Regions from separate parts of the Anser cygnoides genome. Here region 2 is linked to region 1. The links are chromatin contacts, called in public Hi-C maps. All regions are on one chromosome and are shown on one strand. Each heading gives the region's core, a stretch centred on a gene start, on an enhancer-like site or on the middle of the called end of the contact. The rest is flanking DNA. Distances are from core to core; before and after follow the strand shown. Region 1 holds the start of HES4 (hes family bHLH transcription factor 4). Region 2 overlaps AGRN (agrin).

Evidence for each region. Hi-C and Micro-C count contacts between places; a contact is called where the count stands out from the background.
Region 2: a contact with region 1 is called in a Hi-C map of liver, with 9 times the contacts expected there. The contact joins the enhancer-like site here to the promoter of HES4 in region 1. A contact is called at or near these places in 2 of 7 Hi-C or Micro-C datasets (both in liver).

Annotation. Positions count from the first base shown.
Region 1 is chr23:5,135,224-5,139,997 of Taihu_goose_T2T_genome, reverse strand. HES4 (hes family bHLH transcription factor 4) reads left to right here and starts at 2,779. Exons shown (of 6, transcript XM_048067760.2): 1 at 2,779-2,964; 2 at 3,123-3,218; 3 at 3,321-3,408; 4 at 3,556-4,007; 5 at 4,010-4,078; 6 at 4,080-4,165. The coding sequence starts at 2,854. The coding sequence ends at 4,148.
Region 2 is chr23:5,189,438-5,193,959 of Taihu_goose_T2T_genome, reverse strand. All of the region lies in intron 2 of AGRN (agrin), which reads right to left. Among named protein-coding and RNA genes, the nearest start is that of AGRN, 11 kb to the right of the region's middle. Within about 2 kb of position 2,684, at least 3 of the 3 cell types and tissues checked have open chromatin away from gene starts, as enhancers often do. A contact at or near this core is called in liver, where this site is marked.

The DNA.
Region 1 (4,774 bases), core at 1,530-4,029:
AATGTTTCCAGGAGTTTTTGCGTGGTTTCACGTGAGAGCAGGCGATGCTGCTGCCCCTGCGTGGAACAGGTGGGAAAGGGGATGGAGCTGGTGCAAAAAAGGATGGGGCTGGTAGGAAAGGGATGGAAGTGGTAGGAAAAGGGATGGAAGCGGCATAAAAAAGGGATGGAAATGGTATAAAAAGGGACGGAACTGGCATAAAAAGGGATGGCATTAAAAGGGACGGAAATGGTGTAAAAAGGGATGGAATTGGTATAAAACGGGATGGAAGTGGCATAAAAAGGATGGGACTGGTATAAAAAGGGGGTGGAACTGGCATAAAAAAGGGAACTGGTATAAAAAGGACGAAAGTGGTAGGAGAAAGGATGGAAGTGGTATAAATAGGGGGTGGAAGTGCTGTAAAAGGGGGATGGAAACGGTGTAAAAAGGGATGGAAGAGGCATAAAAAAGGGATGGAAATGGTATAAAAAGGGACGGAAACAGTGTAAAGAAGGGACGGAAATGGCATAAAAAAGGATGGAATTGGTATAAAAGAGGTTGGAAGTGGCAGGAAACAGGATGGAACTGGCAAAAAAAGGGATGGAAATGGCGTAAAAATGGATGAAAATGGTATAAAAAGGGGTGGAAACTGCATAAAAAAAGCATGAAACTGGTATAAAAAAATACAGAACTGGCATAAAAAAGGATGCAAGTGGCAGGAAAAGTACCTGCGGGTCCCCAGTGCCCTGTGCCCAGTGCTCATTACCCCCTGCACGGTCCATGGTGCTCTCTACCCATTGCACAGAGCTCGTTACCCATTGAACATTGCACGGTGCTCTTTACCTATTGCACGGTGCCCGTTACCCATTGCACAGTGCTCGTTATCCCTTCCATGGTGCTCTTTACCTATTGCACAGTGCACAATGCCTGTTACCGATTGCACGGTGCTCATTACCCATTGCACAGTGCTCGTTACCCTTGCACGGTGCTCGTTACCCTTGCACGGTGCTTGTTACCCTTGCACGTTGCCTGTTACCCCTTGCACGGTGCTCGTTACCCTTGCACGGTGCCCGTTACCCCTTGCACGGTGTCCATTACCCATTGCACGTTGCTCGTTACCCTTGAACGGTGCCCGTTACCCCTTGCACGGTGCCCATTACCCATTGCACGGTGCTCGTTACCCTTGCACGGTGCCCGTTACCCCTTGCATGGTGCCCATTACCCCTTGCATGGTGCCCATTACCCTTGCACGTTGCTCGTTACCCTTGCACGGTGCCCATTACCCATTGCACGTTGCTCGTTACCCTTGCACGGTGCCCGTTACCCATTGCATGGTGCTCGTTACCCTTGCACGGTGCTCGTTACCCTTGCACGGTGCCCCTTACCCATTGCACGGTGCTCGTTACCCTTGCACGGTGCCCTTTACCCTTGCACGGTGCCCGTTACCCTTGCACATTGCTCGTTACCCATTGCACGTTGCTCGTTACTCTTGCACATAGCTCGTTACCCTTGCACGGTGCCCGTTACCCTTGCACGGTGCCCGTTACCCTTGCACGGTGCCCGTTACCCTTGCACGGTGCTCGTTACCCTTGCACGGTGCCCGTTACCCATCGCACGGTGCTCGTTACCCTTGCACGGTGCCCTTTACCCTTGCACGGTGCCCGTTACCCTTGCACATTGCTTGTTACCCATTGCACGGTGCTCGTTACCCTTGCACGGTGCCCGTTACCCCTTGCACGGTGCTCGTTACCCTTGCACGGTGCTCGTTACCCACTGCACGGTACCCGTTACCCATTGCACGGTGCCCGTTACCCTTGCACGGTGCTCGTTACCCTTGCACGGTGCCCATTACCCATTGCACGTTGCTCGTTACCCTTGCACGGTGCTCGTTACCCTTGCACGGTGCTCATTACCCATTGCACGTTGCCCGTTACCCCTTGCATGGTGCTCGTTACCCTTGCACGGTGCTCGTTACCCTTGCACGGTGCCCATTACCCATTGCACGGTGCTCGTTACCCTTGCACGGTGCCCGTTACCGCTTGCACGGTGCTCGTTACCCTTGCACAGTGCCCTTTACCCTTGCACGGTGCCCGTTACCCTTGCACATTGCTCATTACCCATTGCACGTTGCTCATTACCCTTGCACGGTGCTCATTACCCATTGCACGGTGCTCGTTACCCTTGCACGGTGCCCGTTACCCATTGCACGTTGCTCGTTACCCTTGCACGGTGCCCGTTACCCACTGCACGGTGCCCGTTACCCTTGCACGCTGCTCGCTGCCCCTCCCGCGGCGCCCCTTGCACGCCGCACGCCTCCCGCCGCTCTCCGCACGGCGCCCGGCGCGCGCCCCAGTGGGCGCGGCCTCCCCCCGCGGGCCGCCGGGCGCGCGGCGGCACGTGCTCCCGGCGCCGGGCGGCCGAGGGCGGGGCCGAGCGCCGCCCGCTTGATTGACGGCCGGGCTCCCCGCCAGCCAATCGGCGCCGGCGCCGCCGCCCGCCCTCCGCCGATTGGCCGCCCGCCGCCCGCCGCCGCCGTCCCCGCGTGGCCCCGCGCGCGCCGGGCGGCCTCCCGCCGACGGGCGGGGCGAGGCGCGGGGCGCGCGAGCGAGGGGGCGGGCCGCGCGCGCGCGCCCGCGCGCGTGACGCCCCGGCCCGCCAATCGCGGCGCGGGCTGCGGGGCGGCGGGGAGGGGGGGGGGGGCGATCCGCGCTGCCATTGGCCGGCGGCGCTGTGGGAACGGCCGCGGCGGCGGTTTCCCACGAATGGGGAGCGGGCGGCGGGTATAAAAGGCAGGGGGGGAGCCGGCCGCCGCCACTCCCGGCCCCGCTGCCGCCGCCGGAGCTCCGCGGTGCCGCCGCCGCCGCTCGCAGCGCCATGCCCGCAGACGCGGGCCCGGAGAAGCCCACCGCCTCGCCCATCGCCGGGGCGCCGGCCACCGCCAGCCACACGCCGGACAAGCCCCGGAGCGCCAGCGAGCACCGCAAGGTAAATGGCGGGGCCCGGCCGGCGCGCGGCGGAGGTGGATGGCGGCGAGCCGGCGGCCGTGCTGAGGTCGGTGCATGGGGAGGGGGGAGATTAAATCAAAAATTAATTTGGGGGGGGGTGTGGAAGCGATCGGCGACCAACCGAGGCTCTCCCCGCAGTCCTCCAAGCCCATCATGGAGAAGCGGCGCCGGGCGCGCATCAACGAGAGCCTGGGGCAGCTGAAGACGCTCATCCTGGACGCGCTGAAAAAAGACGTGAGTTGGGGTGTTTTTGGGGGTGGGAAGGCGAAACGGAGGGGGGTCTGGGGGGTGAGGAAGAAGGTGGGGGGGAGGCTGACGGCCGCTGTCGTCCCGCAGAGCTCGCGGCACTCCAAGCTGGAGAAGGCGGACATCCTGGAGATGACGGTGAAGCACCTGCGGAACCTGCAGCGGGCGCAGATGACGGGTAAGGACGAAACCCGGCATCCCTCTCATCATCCTCTTTAAGAAAAAAATAAAAAAAAATCCCTTTTCAGGGTTTTTTTTGGGGGGGGCTGGGTGGCCGCTCGCACGCCACCCCGCAGCCGCTCACCCGCCGCCCTTCGCTTTGCAGCCGCCCTCAGCGCCGACCCCACGGTGCTGGGCAAATACCGGGCTGGTTTCAACGAGTGCATGAACGAGGTGACCAGGTTCCTCTCCACCTGCGAGGGGGTCAACGCCGACGTCCGCACCCGCCTGCTCGGCCACCTCTCGGCTTGCTTGGGGCAGATCGTGGCCATGAACTACCCGCCGCCGCCTCCTCCTCCGCCGCCCGCCGGGCAGCCGGCGCATCTGGCACAGCCGCTGCACGTCCAGCTGCCGCCCGCTGCCGGAGCCGTGCCCGTGCCCTGCAAGATGAACCCCGCCGAAGCCTTGTCCCCCAAGGTTTATGGGGGTTTCCAGCTCGTCCCGGCCACCGATGGCCAATTCGCCTTCCTCATCCCCAACCCAGCCTTCCCGCCCGGCTCCGGACCGGTGATCCCCCTCTACGCCAACGCCAACGTCCCCGTGTCTGCAGGAGGAGGAGGAGGATCGGGGAACGCATCCGCCACCCCGTCGGCGTCCCCGGTGCAGGGCTTGACATCATTTGGGGGCAGCATTGTGCCGGCGTCCCAGGCGGGGAGCCCCGTCGCAGAGCGCAGTGAATCCGTCTGGAGGCCTTGGTGACTTGCCCAGAGCAAAAAGGCACGAAACTCTGCTTGGCTCCGTTGTAAGGAGCCCTGTTATGGTCGGGTTTTTCTTTTTTTTTTTTTAAAAAAAAAAACGCAGAATGGAGGATTTAAAAGGAAAAAAAAAAAGGACCTCGATATGAACGTGCTATTTATTATTTTCAGAGGTTGGGATCTCAACTTGTATTTTTACTCCTTTGAAATGCCTTTATTTGAGATACTTTTTTTAAGAAAAAGAAATAAATGAGAAATAGTTTTGTAACAAATATTCAAAAAGTATAATGCCAAAGTTGTTTGTATCCCGTTTGTCTGTGTGTGTGTTGCGTGCCTGTGTTGGAGACTTCCAAAAAAAAAAATGCAGGTGTTTAAATAAACTCTTTGAAATAGATTTTTTTTCTTCTTTTCATTTAGCAGGGACAAAGCTAATCCTCAGGAGGGGGGGGGAAAAAAGTAGGGGCAAACTTTATGGCCTTAAGTAAGGCTGCTGGAAGGGATTCCTGCAACAGATAGAGGGGAGGCAAGGGGGGGTGGGGGTCTGGCCCTGCTGAAATAGCACTGAGATCTTTGCAGTGCCCTGTTCCCGCTCAAAAAAAAAAACAATTCCTAAAAATTTGCCCCTGGAAC
Region 2 (4,522 bases), core at 1,435-3,934, 54 kb before region 1:
ACCTCCTGTTAAGCCTACAGTCACCCTGAGCTGGTGACACGGAGCCAAAATTCAGGAACGAAAAGCAATGGTCGGGGCAGAAGGGCTCGGTGCACCGCCTGCAGCACCAGCAGCGCTGACCCCGAGCACACGAGGTGTAGGGCAGGCCCCCAGCCCTGACCCAGCTGGAGGGGGGACACAGCTCCCCATTTTACACCGCAATGAGGCGGAAAAAATCCCACCTGGCTACAGGACCTCGAGGAGACGAACGCTTCTGCAGAGCCAGGTGATGCAGGGGATGCTGCTGCCAGCCCCCAGCCTGCTGGAGCTCAGCTGGAGACGCTCGGAGGGAAGGAGAAGCCAGCCTTGGTGGGAACAGCCCGCGGGAAGCCTCCCACCACCAGCACCCGCTGCCTGCAGCCCCTCAGGAAGGGGGATCCCTTTAATCCTGCAGCCCCCCGTGCCACCAAAGGCTCCACATGCCCACGGGGCAGCTCCCTGCAGCAGCCTGAGATACCCTCATGCCAATATTACCGAGCCCCAAACATCGCAGAGCAGAAAGAGAGGATGCTGCGGGGACCAAGAGCGGGACAGGGACACGTTTCAGCCTGGTCCCATATGGGAATTCGTAATACCTGCCTCTCCACTTGTCCTTCCCACCCCACGTCCCTAAGGAAGGGAGGGATAAAAGCCCACCGGAGGCGGCAGCAGCGCAGAGCCTGCGGGTGGGGGCTGCTGGCACCGCTTGGAGCAGGACCGCGGCTCGCTACGGGATGGACAAGGGAAAAGCAGCGCCACGAGCACCCGGGCAGGGACCAGCACTCGCCAGAGGAGCGCAGCCAGCACCACGGAGGGGGATGCCGGCCGGGAAGCCCCAGCTGATCCCGCAGGGAAACGGGGCGGGACGTGCTGGGCGCGGGGCCGAAGGAGCCTTCCCGGAGCAGCAGCCTCCCCCACCAGATTAAAATTCCGTAGGAATTTGCTAAACAAGCCGACTCCCTCAGCTACTGCCCGACACCCGAGGGATGTTTTGCATTACCACCACGCGAGGGAAAGGGGGGGGGGGGGCAGCAGACCCCTGTGCCTGGCCCCCAAAAATCAGGGCTCCCCCCTGCCCCAGCCGGGGCTAAAACGGGGACAGGGAGGCTCTGCAGCATCCCCAGCACCGGGGCCTCATCCAGCTCCGGCTGCCCCAGCACTCAGTTGCCCCCCCCAGGGTTGGGGGGCAGGAAGGGGGCCCCCAGGATTTCGCAGCTCTGGGCTCCCCCCTCTGGGTTTACTACATTTTTACAGCTGCTGGCTGGTTTTCTCGCCCTCCCGAGCCGGAGGTGTTGATGCTGTTCTCATTATCTTCAATTCAAAACAGAGCCAAGAAGAGGAAGAAGAAAAAAAGAGAGGGGAAAAAAAAAAAAAAAGAAATGGAAAAAAAAAAATCCTTCTTTAAGCAGAAACCCACGCACCAACCCTTCCAGCCCCCTCCCTTGCCTGTTTGGAGAGACAAAGAATTGCCAGGGATGGATTCAAAAGAAATCGTTATGGGGTGAAGGGCTGCAGAGACCCGGCCATGGGAAGTGACCGCAGCCCGCATCACCTAACACGAGCCCGTGCCAGCGATTTCCTTGCTGAGAGGAGCCTACTGTGCATTTCCTACAGCCCCTGGAAGGGGCCTGAAAAGGAAATTTTGCATGGGCTGGCTTACAGGAACAAAACGTCTCGGTCCTGCAGAGGCACGGACCTCGAAGGAAAGGGAGGAGGGAATAAAAGTGAAGAGGAAGACGATGAAACGGGGCGGGCAACGTCACTTGGAGGTGCTTTCAAAGCCATCCCGCTCCCAAGTCCACCAAAAAACTTTGGGCACGGGGTGAAAGAGGGATTTTTCAGCAACCATCGGGCTCACCCTATAGAGGAGGGAGCTGGAGGAGAGGGGGGTGCCATCTGCCTGGGTGAAAACACGGGAGAGCCGAGGCTGGATGCGGTTCTTCCACGGGAGTAATTAATAGGGTTGCCACAGAGATGAAGAGTCAGGAGGGTTCTGGACTGGCTATAATAAGGATTTTAATGAGAGCTAAGTGACATTTTTAAACGTATGGAGCATCTGCAGCACAGCGCATCTTGAACGCCAGCCAGAGCCGAGAGCTTCAGTCCGGGCATCTATCGGGGGGAAAGCGTCCCCGAGGGCTGCTGGCGTCCTCGTGGCAGCACCTGCAGGCACCCCAGCAGCTCTGCCCGGTGGCCAGGAGCCCCAAAAAGCTCGGGAAGGGCTGGGCACACCGAGGGATGCCTCTCCCAGCGCCGGACAGACCCCTGTGGGGGTGCAGAGCATCACCCCCGGGCTGCCCCACCACGAAGGATGCATCCATCCCAGCCAAAAGGCTCAGAGAAAACCCCACTTTTTGCGCCGTTTCCCACCTCATCCGAGAAGTTGAGGTGAAAAAGCACGAGGCAAGGAGCTTCTTGCAGGCGTCCTGCCCTGGGATGGGGGCTTCGAGCCACCGGCAGGGCCTGCAGTCACAGCACCCCGTGCCCGAGGCTGTCGGGTTTCCCCACGCACTGCGCTCACGCACGGCTTTTCCCAGGGGGTTCAAAGTCCAGCCCGATCCCCACAGCCAGCACAACAATCTCAGCCGGGGCTGTTGCACCCGGGTTCATGCAAATCACGCCTGGAAGGAGCCCTGGCTTCTCATTAACCAGGGCTCCGCCGTGGCTTTCGGCTGAACTTCCTTCCACCCAGCCAGCTCACGCTGGAGTCAGCGCCTGCCCCTCCCACACCGCACACAAAAATCTCAATTTTCTCCGAGTGGAGCCGCGATCAAAGGGAAACACGAGCCAGACACACCCGGGGAACATCTCCTGGGCTCCAGAAGTGGGTGCTCGATGGCGCTGTCAGGGAACGGAGCCTCAAACACCCGAAGCACTGCGACTCCGACCCCCTTTTTGCAATACCGAGGGTTAAAAGGCACCAAACCAGCAAGGCTGTGCTTCACCGGGTAAATCTTCTCCCGGAAAACCTCATCCAGATGTCCCAAAGAGCAAGGGGAAACCTGCACGAGGGTAGCCCTCGTGCGCCTTCCCGCAGAGGCAGGAGCGAGCATCCCCCTTCGAGCATCGTCCCAGCCCCGGGGGGGCTCCTGCAGTCCCCGGGGGGCTCCTGCAGCCCCCTCGCAGGCTTAGCTCAAGCCCTACATTTCGGCTGCAGCCAGCCGGAGCTCTTTTAACACAATTAAACATCACCAAACCGATCGCTGCTCCAACCCCCAACCTGAGCTGTTTCACAGACTCGCCCTGGTTTGAACCCCCCTCCCCTTTTTAGGGCAGGAAAGGTTTTTGGTCTCTAGGATTTTTCCAAGCTGCAGCGACAGGAGATGAAGATTCTCAAAACATCCGTGTTTTTTCCATCCAGCTGCCACCATTCTTCCAATTCCTTCTGCAAAAGCTCTCCAAGGTTTGTTTTTAACCTCGGAGCGCAGCGTCCTGGGCAGCTTCGCTTTGAACCCTCCTGTGGGGAGCTGATGGGAAACAAGTCCTGGAGCTAAATTCTCAGACTCAGAGCTCAGAAAGGATTCCCAGGGCGGCAGGAGCAGGTTCTCATGGCTGGTTTTTCACGGCCTCCCAGAGCCCAGCTCCTCAGCTACGCTGGGCAAGTCGAGCGGAGCTCACGCACACCTCGGGAGAGGCGTGAGGTTTGGGTACAGCTGGAGGAAACCTCATTTTTGGAGGTGAGGAGCTGTGCCGGGGTGCAGCCAGCATGCAGGATGCGCACACAACAACCAGGCTTCCAAGACAGGGATAAAAAGGGAAAACAAGTCCAGGGGATGTGACAAGGAAGGCGGCTTTATCAAGGCACTGGAAGAGCTGCCAAACCAGCCTGAAACAGCACAGAACTGCTGCACCTCCCCTGCGCAGCGCTTGGAGATGAGATACTGGCAGCTCGGGGCTCCCTGGTTTTTGTTTTTTCCTCCGCAGGGGTCCGGGCAGGTGTCACCAGCCTGGAGAAGGCAGGTCCACCACGCACGGCCAGCTCCCCCCAGGCTGTTTTCCAGCCCTCGCATGTCCCCGCTGCTGTCCCCAAGCCCTGGGCATCTCTCCGCGTGCCCGCAGCGTCCCGCGGAGCCCTCGGGATGAGGGCCTTAATTAAAGGGAGCAAAGCGACTGGAAAAAAGGAGAGAGACGCAAAGAATCGCCTGCTACCTGACATCAAGAGAGGGCGTCAGCAAAGCAGGGAGGGAAAATAAACCCACGGACCTGCGATTTAATCACAGGGCAAAGAGAAATTGCAAACAGGCCCAGCTCTGGCACCTCCAGCTCCCTTGCACGAGAGGTCACAGAGCAAAACCTTCGCAGCAGGATGTGCTTATGGGAGGACACGCTGCTTGCAGCCCAGAGCACGCAGGCCCCACGCACCTCTGCTTGCACCAGCACGCCTGTAGGGCCGCGGGGCACAGCCCCACAGCCCTGTTATGCTCTGTAGGAAGAGCTGCAGGATGTGTCCCCACCGTGGGGACAGGGCTCGGTGCTCCTCGTCCCAGCCCAGCTGGCCAACACG